Regions from separate parts of the Gossypium arboreum genome. Here region 2 is linked to region 1. A link is a contact called in public Hi-C data. All regions are on one chromosome and are shown on one strand. The core of a region is the stretch at or near the end of the contact, and the rest is flanking DNA. Distances in the headings are between cores, read along the strand shown.

Region 1 (5,001 bases), core at 1,063-3,562:
TACCGTCCCTCTGGCTAGTCAAAAATAGTGAAAGATTAGCATGAGAGGTTTCAGTGGAATTACAAAATCTCAACCTTTCCATAGAAAAGTACTTGAGATAAAAAGTTATGCTATAAAGTGGCAAGAATCTATCAACAGCTTCTACCTGATTATTCACGAAAACTGAAAGAGCTTGGCATCCCAGCACACGAGTATCATCCATTCTTGTTTGGTCTAGCAGGACTTGTATAATGGTAAGAAAGCTACTTGCAAATAATGGCCTGTAACATGGTATATAACAACAAACATATATCACTTTTAAGTGTTCTAGACATGTCTTTAAAAACAGCTAAAAATATTTAATTGTTAAAGCTCGATTTGCTTCAATAGTTTCCAAAAATCTCAAGAAAGAAGCACTGCAAATTTCAATAATCTGAAAAAAAAAAAAAAAAAAAACATTTCGTATTTCACATTAATTTTTCAACATATTTGTATGCATGACGCTATCCTTAATTGTCTAAGTAAGACACTGACCACTTAATGATATTCACAAAAATTATTAGCAACTCCTTTTTTTAACCTTAATGGTGGTCAGCTCATATAGTCTTACGCTGTGAAAGCAGTATCTAAGCGTGCATGTGTGTCTAAAATGTATATACTACAAATATCATGATTCAAATTTTGGAAATGCACTTCAATGCATTTCTTAGTGCATATAGACATAAATTTAGTGATAATTTTAAGGTTCCCATTGACCAATAAATGTTTACTTGAAATCAGAAAACATTATTAAAAAGCGCTTTCCTAAGATATATTGAGAAAAATCTGAAAATTGTGAAGCATTTTATACATTAGAGAAGAAAACTCTGTTTTTCAAGTTCAGAAACCAGAATGTGAAGTGGGAACCAATAACTGTTTGATAATGAGGTCTGTCAGACTCTTAAGTGGAGGTGAAGAAAGGAAGGCGTATCTTAATTATCAGAAAAATATCCTGGTATGAAGTCAATCATAAACATGAACGAATTAAATTTTCTGGCAAATTTAGATGCAGCATGAGTCATTGCAATTGAATTATTGAGTACTTTATGACCTTATTGCATTTCCACATTCAGAAAGCTGAATAGTAACTCACATTTGCTCCTTACAAGAAATAATCAACTTCTTGTAGACAAGCATAATGACTTTTACAGAATGAAATTGTTCAGTTCGCAAATCCTTGTAAAATTTCTGCTCCAATGCACTTGTTATCTGATTAAAGGAAAAAATCAGAAGGCTGAAAATTAGATTTTGAACACCAATGGTTTTGATAAGTAAATCAAACCAAAAAATAAAAAGAAAATCATGATAAAATAGAACCAAAAACAAAGAGAACACGCCGAAAGCCTAAAGTATGAGATAGTGGCTCATTGAAAAATGAAAACCAACAAGGGTGTCGGTAAATCAAGATCATTTGGATGTGTACATTGAAAATTACATTCTAGCGTACAACCTTTCATATAATTGAGGATATCGAAACGTGGAAAAAAAGAAGCATCGGTGAAAGAAGCGTACTTTTGGAATACGAAGAGGATTCTTGGAAGCATATTCACATAGTTTACCAATCATTCGTTCATTAGGTTGTTCGTCCTACCAAATAAAATGGAAAAAGCTGTTTTTGTAAGGAAAAAGACCACGCAAATTCTTATAAAATTAGATAAGTAAGAAAAAGAAGATAAGATAAAGGCAGAAACCGGAGATCGAGGAAAGATATCGGCGAGAAATTTCTTGTAACGTTTAACGGGATGCCTAGATCTGGTGCTCAAGGCTGGGCAAAAAAAGCACAAACTCCCGCAGACAGGCATCACTCCCCTCGAAATCATCCCCATTTCCGCTCAAAAAACCATACACCTCTCTCTCCCCCTCTTTCTTTCTCTTTTTGTAAATATTATTAGTATATTATATATATAATTTACGAGCCAGTTGAAATGATAACGAGAAAGATCGATGTATAGATTAGAAAGAACGAATTCTCGGGGATCGGAGGGATGGAGAAGAGGATGGCCGAGGAAAAGTCTTACCGTAGGGAAATGCTATTCTTCTCTCTCTCTCTCTCTCTCTCTCCCTCTCCCTCTTTATATTCCGTCGTCTGTATATTTATAGTCTTCGCTTTTTGAGTTCAGAGTTGCAATCACGCAATTTACAGTACCCAAACAAATAATCAGGCAATTTACCATTTTACACCGAGGCCATGCCCGGTAAATGTGGGCTTTAAAATCAAATTTCAAGCCTCATTAAGATTAGGAGGTGGGATCAAAATACATGGGCTCATAAGTGGTAAATGTGGGATGGGAACCTTCGAGCATATAAATTTAGGTTAACGTTTATGGTATTTTTCCTATTTTCTATGAAGCATAACCAAAAAGGAAAAAATGCTAATGTTAGTTGGAAAGTTCTGATGTAGACACGAGTTCCTATAAAACCACAAATAATATATAAATTCTAGTCAAATAAAATGTGTCAAACATTTGGGCACATCACGCGAGACCCATGTCTATGTAGACAAAATATTAGGACCGACGCCTCTACTCTGTTTTACTTTATTAGGTAAGGTATTGTTGGATTAAACAGTTTTCTGTTGGTTTTTTATTTTTATGTGGATGTCCCTGTTTCCTCAACTAACTCCTTTATTTGTTCCTTATAAAACGGCATTAATGGACATCCACTCGTTCATCATTCATCAGGACAAAGAAATAGTCTCAATTTACATAGGGGATCTTGCTGTCCTTGAAGCAAGATCATGAGCCGTTTTTTAGACGCTTTATCACATCCCATCGCCACTCAACCTTGTATAACTCATGTTCTCCTCTCCCCTCTTACTCGTTTTCTATCCTTTCAGATTTACATTTTCATATATATATATAACTCAAATACATAAATGTAGCTTGAACCCGATTTGTTTGTTTAAATTGAATTGCTTAACAATAATATTATATCTAACCTGGTATAGTAGGAATGATAAAATTTGGATTGTTTTACTGATTTCATTTCAACTCATTATGGGTGAAAAGTTTTTCTTTAAAAAAAAATGTGGATGTACACAGTAGAATAAGATAATAGTGATCAATTTATTATAAACATATTTTTGGTATTTACATTGAACTTTTAAAATCGTTTCTAGCAAACAAAACAAAGTGCTTGAAAGAGTGATAGGGAAGTGGGCATTTCTCTAACACCAAATTTGGAAACTGAAAACACAAAGAACACACAGGAATTGTTTACACAGTTTGATTTCCCAACATTTGTGGAGCGTAGCTCAATGAAAAATATTTACTTTCTTCAACAGTTTCAACAAGTTATCCTAACCTATAACACACCTTGTAATGATTCTTTTCACTTTCAAACCTTGAAAAACAATACTTTCACCACTAAGTTCACCCCTGTGAACTCATCAAGTAAAAACCACAACACAATCAATCTTATTAATAGTTTCCACTCTAAGAAGAGTTCCTTAATGTGAACAACATAAGTGTTCAGTATAAAAACATTTACAAGTTTCTCCCTTAAATAGATTTAAGTTCAAGACTTGATAACATAGAAGGTCTATAACAATCTCATTAAAACAATAATACTATAACATGTTTACAATATAATAATAGAGAATAAACCAAATGTGGACTCTTGGCAGCTAACCTCTTAGAGTTTCAATCAAATCTAAATGTACATTTTGCAAGGGATTGTCTCAGATGATTTAATTCGATCCAATCTTTCATGTGAGTTTCCCAAGTAATATGATCTCTATTGATGGGCTATGTAACACCTCTAACCCATATTTGTCGCCAGAATAGGGTTTTAGAGTATTGTCGAGTAACCATAATCTAAATCATTCATTTTCAAACATTTCAAAAAAATCATAACATAATTCATCATTAACATGCATAGAGTCCCTTATTAAAGCCTTTGAGTGCTTAAAATCACTTTAGAAACAATTTAGGACTAAATCAGGAACATTTGAAAATTTTAGTAAAAGCTAGAAAAATTTTAACCGTAGGGTTCACACGGCCATGTCCCAGCCCATGTCTATGCCCATGTAACTCATTGACTTGGGTCACACGGCCAAGCCACACACCCGTGTACCAAGCCGTGTACCCTTCGAAATGGCCTCGCACGCCCGTGTACCTGGCCGTGTGGACCTAAAATGTGCCTTAAACAACAAGTTTATCATTTCCTACTTGCTTTGGCATTAAGCAACTCAAAAACCATTTGTTTAACCTATTCAAAACACGATCAAACACATTTAAAACATGCAAAAACAATCATATTAGGTGCGTAACTAGTGTACCCTCACTAGTACCTCATTTATATCATCAAAACATATCATCAATGCATCATTCAAATCAAAATTATAAACATGCCAAAATCCATCAATTTGGCCTAACTCATATTTACCTAAAACATTAACTTAAATTCACATGCACATATCAAGCTTTGGTTCAATTTACAGTACCATACTATGGCTTCAAACACAAACACATGTTTATATATATACCAAACCAACATTACACTTATAACCTCATTTACAATCCATCCACAAAATAACTATCATTTAGACATCCTAGGTACATGCTAGCACAAAAGGTAAGCATCACCACATTTGAATTCGGGATCGTTGTTGGATGCTGAATCGGTGATCAAAAGAGAAGTACCTAACTTGCGCACAGAAAACAAAAACGTACGCTGAGTAAAACTCAGTGCTATTTCTATATTCCAAACATTTACAGACAAAAGAATACAAAATGCACAATTTAATTATAAACACATATTAATGACTAAGATCACAACTATCATATGCCAACCTTTTGAATTCATACATATTAACACATCATTTCATACTACATTCAATTTACATATGATATCCAATTTCATTTGATTAACAATATCCCAATTTACACAATTGCTATAAAAATAGCTATTCACATATCAAACCACATTTCATTTAAACAATAGCATTATCGATTCCATATTCAATTCATGAGTATATAACTC
Region 2 (5,001 bases), core at 748-3,247, 240 kb after region 1:
TCTTGGCAGCAACTCCATCTTTTTTTCCAATTGGCGCGTCCAGTATTTGGTCTATTATTTTCGTTATTCCATTTGTAGACGATGACTCCAGAGCCATCCGTCCAGTCTCCATCAATCCCCTGGTGTGGAGGTGCCAATGCAAATAATCCTTTCTCTCCTGCAAATTTTTACAATGACTCTAAGCTTTAATTAGTCAAGGAATGTAACGGAATGGGACTGACTCTCTGCTTAAGAAATTAACTGATTCATATACATACACAACCAGATCAATTAGCAAGTGGAAAACATATACATGTAGCCAGGAAACACCATCATTGATTTTAATTCTATGATCTGATGGACTTTAACTGGGATTTAAGATATTTATAGCAAATCTTTCTATTGGATTTCAAGGATAAACTCTTTGTTATTCCTTCCTTTTTATCATAAAATTAAGAAAGAATATGAATATGATGATAGAAAGAGAATAACTTGTTTGTGAGTTGTGACGTATACATTTGATAAGATGAATAATATACCAGTGGCATGGCCGTGGAAGGAGCATGAAGTAGGGGAATTATCTGCATCAGAGTAGAGGGTTTTGCACCTTAAGCATCGCTTTTTTGCTTGGAATCCAGATACTCCGTTCGGTTTTGTTTGATCTGAATCCGAAGATAACTTTATTTTAACAAAGTCGAGAGCCTTTGATACATGCACAGATGGGGTGAAATTTATTAGATTCCAATCATCAAAATTGTCAATTTTCAGGCTTGGGAAATCAGAAGAATTTCAACGACTTTTTGGATGGGATCCTGGCATTTTTAGGTTGAGATGTCTCATTTGTTTGAAGATCTATCTCTTAGCTTCGAAATGCATTTTGATTCACTCAATTTTGAGTTTGGGAGCTCAAGTTATGACCATTTTAGTGAAGACTACGCGAGCAGAATTTCTAAGACGGGAATTACGAGTTTCGGGCTTTTAATTTGAGTTTAAATCATATTGGGTTTAAGTTTTAGGCTTAATTTTTATTATATATAAGCACAATATTTTGTTTATTAGCTCTTATTATTTTATTATTATTTTATTCCGAATTTTGATAATTATTAAGTATTTTAAGTTATTTAGAATTTTATGTTAACAAGAAAGTTTAGTTTAAAACTACTTCTTGTTTAGATTAAATTAGAGTTCTAGTATACTTAGGAGTTTTATTTAGATTTATTTATCTAGCCTATATATAGGCCTTTGCATTGTATCTGAGGAACAATTGATTATTATTCTATTTCTCTTTTGAGTTAATAAATTCTCTTTGAGTTTTTTCTTTTCAAGAATTTCTCTTGAGTTTCTTTTAGAAGAGTTTTAACAATCTTTTTAGATTGTGGGATCATCTTCAAACTTTTTCTTGCCAAGGTTTTTATCTTGGAGGAAATTAGAGCCGCTTGAAGGGGTTGTGGATTCTTCGTGTTTCCAAGGCTTCTTAGGACTTCTACACGCCACGTTCTATCTTTCCATTTATCTTCTTTATTCACTTCCTGAATCCTTGATTTATTATTTGTTTTAATTATTTTATCTAACTTGGATTTAATTTCGTTTCAGGTTGTGTCAAAAAAAAATCCAAGTTTCTTTCCGAACATCTAGAGCCCTAAGTCAAATCCGCGACTTTGACAAACTTTACGATCTGCTTTCGCGTTCATCCTTCTCAACCTTTATCAGCCTTGAACTGATAGTTGCAGTTGTAGATGAGGGTTTGAGAGATGCTGTATGCCAAAACCATAACTTTCACCTTTTGCCCTCCCTGTTTGTTTCCGTTTAGTATGGGTTCTCAATTATGCGGTGGCTTAAGACTTATTGAGATTCCACATCTACTGGCCAAGAAAGCAGAGATATAATATTTATCCATTTCCATATAGCCACGCAGCCCATCCCATGAGATTATAAGGTAGAAGGCCTGTCTGTCTAAGACTAACTAGATCGAACTTCAGTTGGAGGATGGAGAGTCCAAAAGACCAAGACATAGCCCATCTTACACTAGGTTCGCTTGCTTTTTCTTCTTTTTTTTTTCCTTTTTTTTTATGTTACAGTATTGTTATATTTTTTAATTTAATTGTTATCATTATTTTTATATTAATAATAAGTAAATGCACCGTTCATCGGAAAAAGTATGATTTTGGCAACGAAAAAGGTATGAAAAAGTCATACTTTGTATAACCATCGTAGTAAATAGTAATGGTCTTTAGTATAAGTAGGCGATATATTAGACAATTTAGGTTTTTCTTTTGAAAGTGATACTTTAGATAGTATAGATGTTGACTTCAGGGATATTAGGTGAAAATTAAGAAAAGAAAACATATTATAAAAAATAGATAAAAATAAAGAAAGTTTTTGCTAAATGATGAAATTAAGGTTTTGAATATTATAGTGTTTGTGGATTCAAGTTGCATGACATATAAATTTTTTTAGATTTATTCAAGATTTAAATTGATTTTTATAGATTTATATTAAAATATAAAAGAAACAAAGACACCATTATAAATTATATTTGTTAATTTTTAAAAATATTTTAGTTATCTTAATTGATTTATGATACTAACTCAATCAATAATTTAAATGTATTATAGAGATATAAAATAATTTTATACAATGCATTCGGTCATGAAATAAATATACGAGAATTTGATATGCTAAACACTAAATATCATTCTAATTAGGAGTCATCACTAATCATTTTAAATTTGGTACGATTACTTAATTATTAAATCTATTTAAACTAAGTTTTGCAACACTCATATTTTATAAAATAAATATATATATAATAAATAAAGTTAACACCAATATCTGAAAAATATATAAATCTTTACCATGTATCTATTTTGTAATTTAATTATTAAATTATTGAAATATATAATTATCTTTACAATAGAATTAATTATTTTAAATAAATTAAATTTAATATTTTTCTCAGCTGATTGATTCCGTTTAACTCGCAATGTCGAGGAGATAATAGTTTACCACGGAACTGTTGAGCCTTTTCGTTCGGCCGTCAAGTTAAGATGACACAAGTACTGAAGCCCAGCCCAATTCCAAGTCCAGTACATCTCACCCTCAGGCTCAAATACACTCTCCCTCACTTCCCACGCCAAAGAAAGCGATCTCCAGAATCAACGTAAGAATTAGGGTTGTGTTTAGAAATGGCGATGGCAGCGCGCGTCAGATCCACTCTCCCTATCTTTCACAGGCTTTTGAGATCCGATTCCCTGCCTTCTCACACTCCCAGAGCTACTCTTCACCGAACTCTACTTTGCCCCGAGGTAATTGTCATCTCTCATCGATTCCATTCTCTATTTTCTATTATATATTTTATCCTAGTTCAGTCGCACCTTCTTTTTTCCTATGTGAGGTGATCCGAATCTGATTTAGGTTATATTTTCGTTTCTGTATATTTATTTTCTTTGCCTTTGCTATTCTGCTACTATTATGATTTCGTTGTGAGAGAAGAAGAGGATAGCCAGATTGAATGCTTAGGCGGAATGGCGCATATTTTTATAATCTTATCATCTGTTCCTTTTTCCATGCATTTCACGGCAGTGTAATTGTCGAGCTGAATTTTAAATTGAGCTGAATTTTAAACTGTTTACTCTCTGGTTGATTTCTCCCATTGTGTTTCTTACAGCTGTCGAGGAAATATTCTACTTCTCTGAAGAAGGACGAGAATGTTAAGGTGCCTTGGTAGTTTCTTTTTTTTTTCTACGAATTCATGATAGTTTTGTTATACATATTTTGGCTAGTCGAGGCGCATGCTTTTGAACAAGTTCATTGCCCCATTTACCTTTCCTTGGCTTCTAAAATGGATTCTGATAATTAGAGACCTTTTTGTGAGAAAAAGGTCGGTTGCTGATCTTTAGGTCTTTCCTTGGGTTGTAAAAAGGCTCAAGGTGCAAAAGTTAAATTTAAATGGGTTCTAACTCTTCTTTTGGTTCTTATTGGCATTTTAGGTGCCTTTGGCTTTGTTTGGTGGATCTGGAAACTATGCATCTGCACTGTACCTTGCAGCCGTAAAAGGAAATGCTCTGGACAAGGTTGAGTCTGAACTTCTTGACCTTGTTCAGGCATCAAAAAACAGTCAATTGTTTTCTCAATTCACTAAGGACTTGTCAGTACCTGCAGAGACACGGGTCAAAGCCATTAATGAGATATGTGGGCAAGCTAAATTTTCAGATCTTACAAAGAACTTTTTAGGTATGGAAACTGGAAAATAGATTGACAAAATTTTAGGGTTGTGAAACTGAGACTGTGTGAAATTGAGACTGTGTAAGACTACCTTGTTTATTCTTGATGAACATAAGTGTCTGATGGTCCAGTGAAATGCGAAACATAAGGTGGTCAGAATGCTTGATAGTTTCACTTACGAATGGGCCACAAGTAGCTACTCCTATTTCTGCAACTGATGCAGGAAATCTAGATTTTTATTATTGGCATGTAAAAGCATAGGATGATTGAGGCATAGTGTAGAAGAGTTGTCAAAGTGTATGATAGCAATCCATATTGTGCAATGAAATAGCGTGGGATATTGTGGATTACGTTTTTCGGGTGCTTTAGTTGTTTTATGTTTTCTTTCTGTTTGTGTTTAACCAAATCATGTCTTAAATATTGTGCTCTAATTACTTTTGACCTATGAGCCATCTGGTCTTCTTGTCATTATAGACAAATATGGAACACCTTCCACTGATGGTTGTATTTTTATTATTGTTTTTCCTGTTTTTCAGACTTCTTTTCCCCTTTGATTTTGTCATTGTTTTTGCTCTAAAGGATTCTTCCTGACCTATATGGGTTTCATTATAGTGTTTTCCTGTCTGCTATAATTTGCAAACAATAATTGTTGCAGTATGCTCACTTTGTATGATATTCAATTCCTGTTTTCTTTATGGCCTTTCACCAGGCATTTGTGCGTTTGTTGGTTGTGGCTTTGCCTGTACTATAGCTGTACTTGCATTTCTTTCTCATCAATGCCTTTGTTTCCCTGATAGC

Evidence for each region. Hi-C and Micro-C count contacts between places; a contact is called where the count stands out from the background.
Region 2: a Hi-C map of leaf shows a contact between it and region 1, with 2.2 times the contacts expected there. The contact joins the promoter of LOC108477520 here to the promoter of LOC108461760 in region 1. A contact is called at or near these places in 3 of 5 Hi-C or Micro-C datasets (all in leaf).

What each region holds. Positions count from the first base shown.
Region 1 is chr12:84,645,735-84,650,735 of ASM2569848v2, forward strand. It overlaps LOC108461760 (protein SEMI-ROLLED LEAF 2), which reads right to left and starts at 2,313. Exons shown (of 20, transcript XM_053022538.1): 1 at 1,710-2,313; 2 at 1,531-1,605; 3 at 1,112-1,227; 4 at 146-260; 5 at 1-10. The coding sequence starts at 1,844.
Region 2 is chr12:84,882,527-84,887,527 of ASM2569848v2, forward strand. LOC108477520 reads right to left here and starts at 1,998. Exons shown (of 4, transcript XM_053022930.1): 1 at 1,944-1,998; 2 at 1,652-1,733; 3 at 519-748; 4 at 1-157. The coding sequence starts at 1,998. It overlaps LOC108479732 (ATP synthase subunit O, mitochondrial), which reads left to right and starts at 3,068. Exons shown (of 6, transcript XM_017782492.2): 1 at 3,068-3,284; 2 at 3,647-3,694; 3 at 3,969-4,212. The coding sequence starts at 3,165.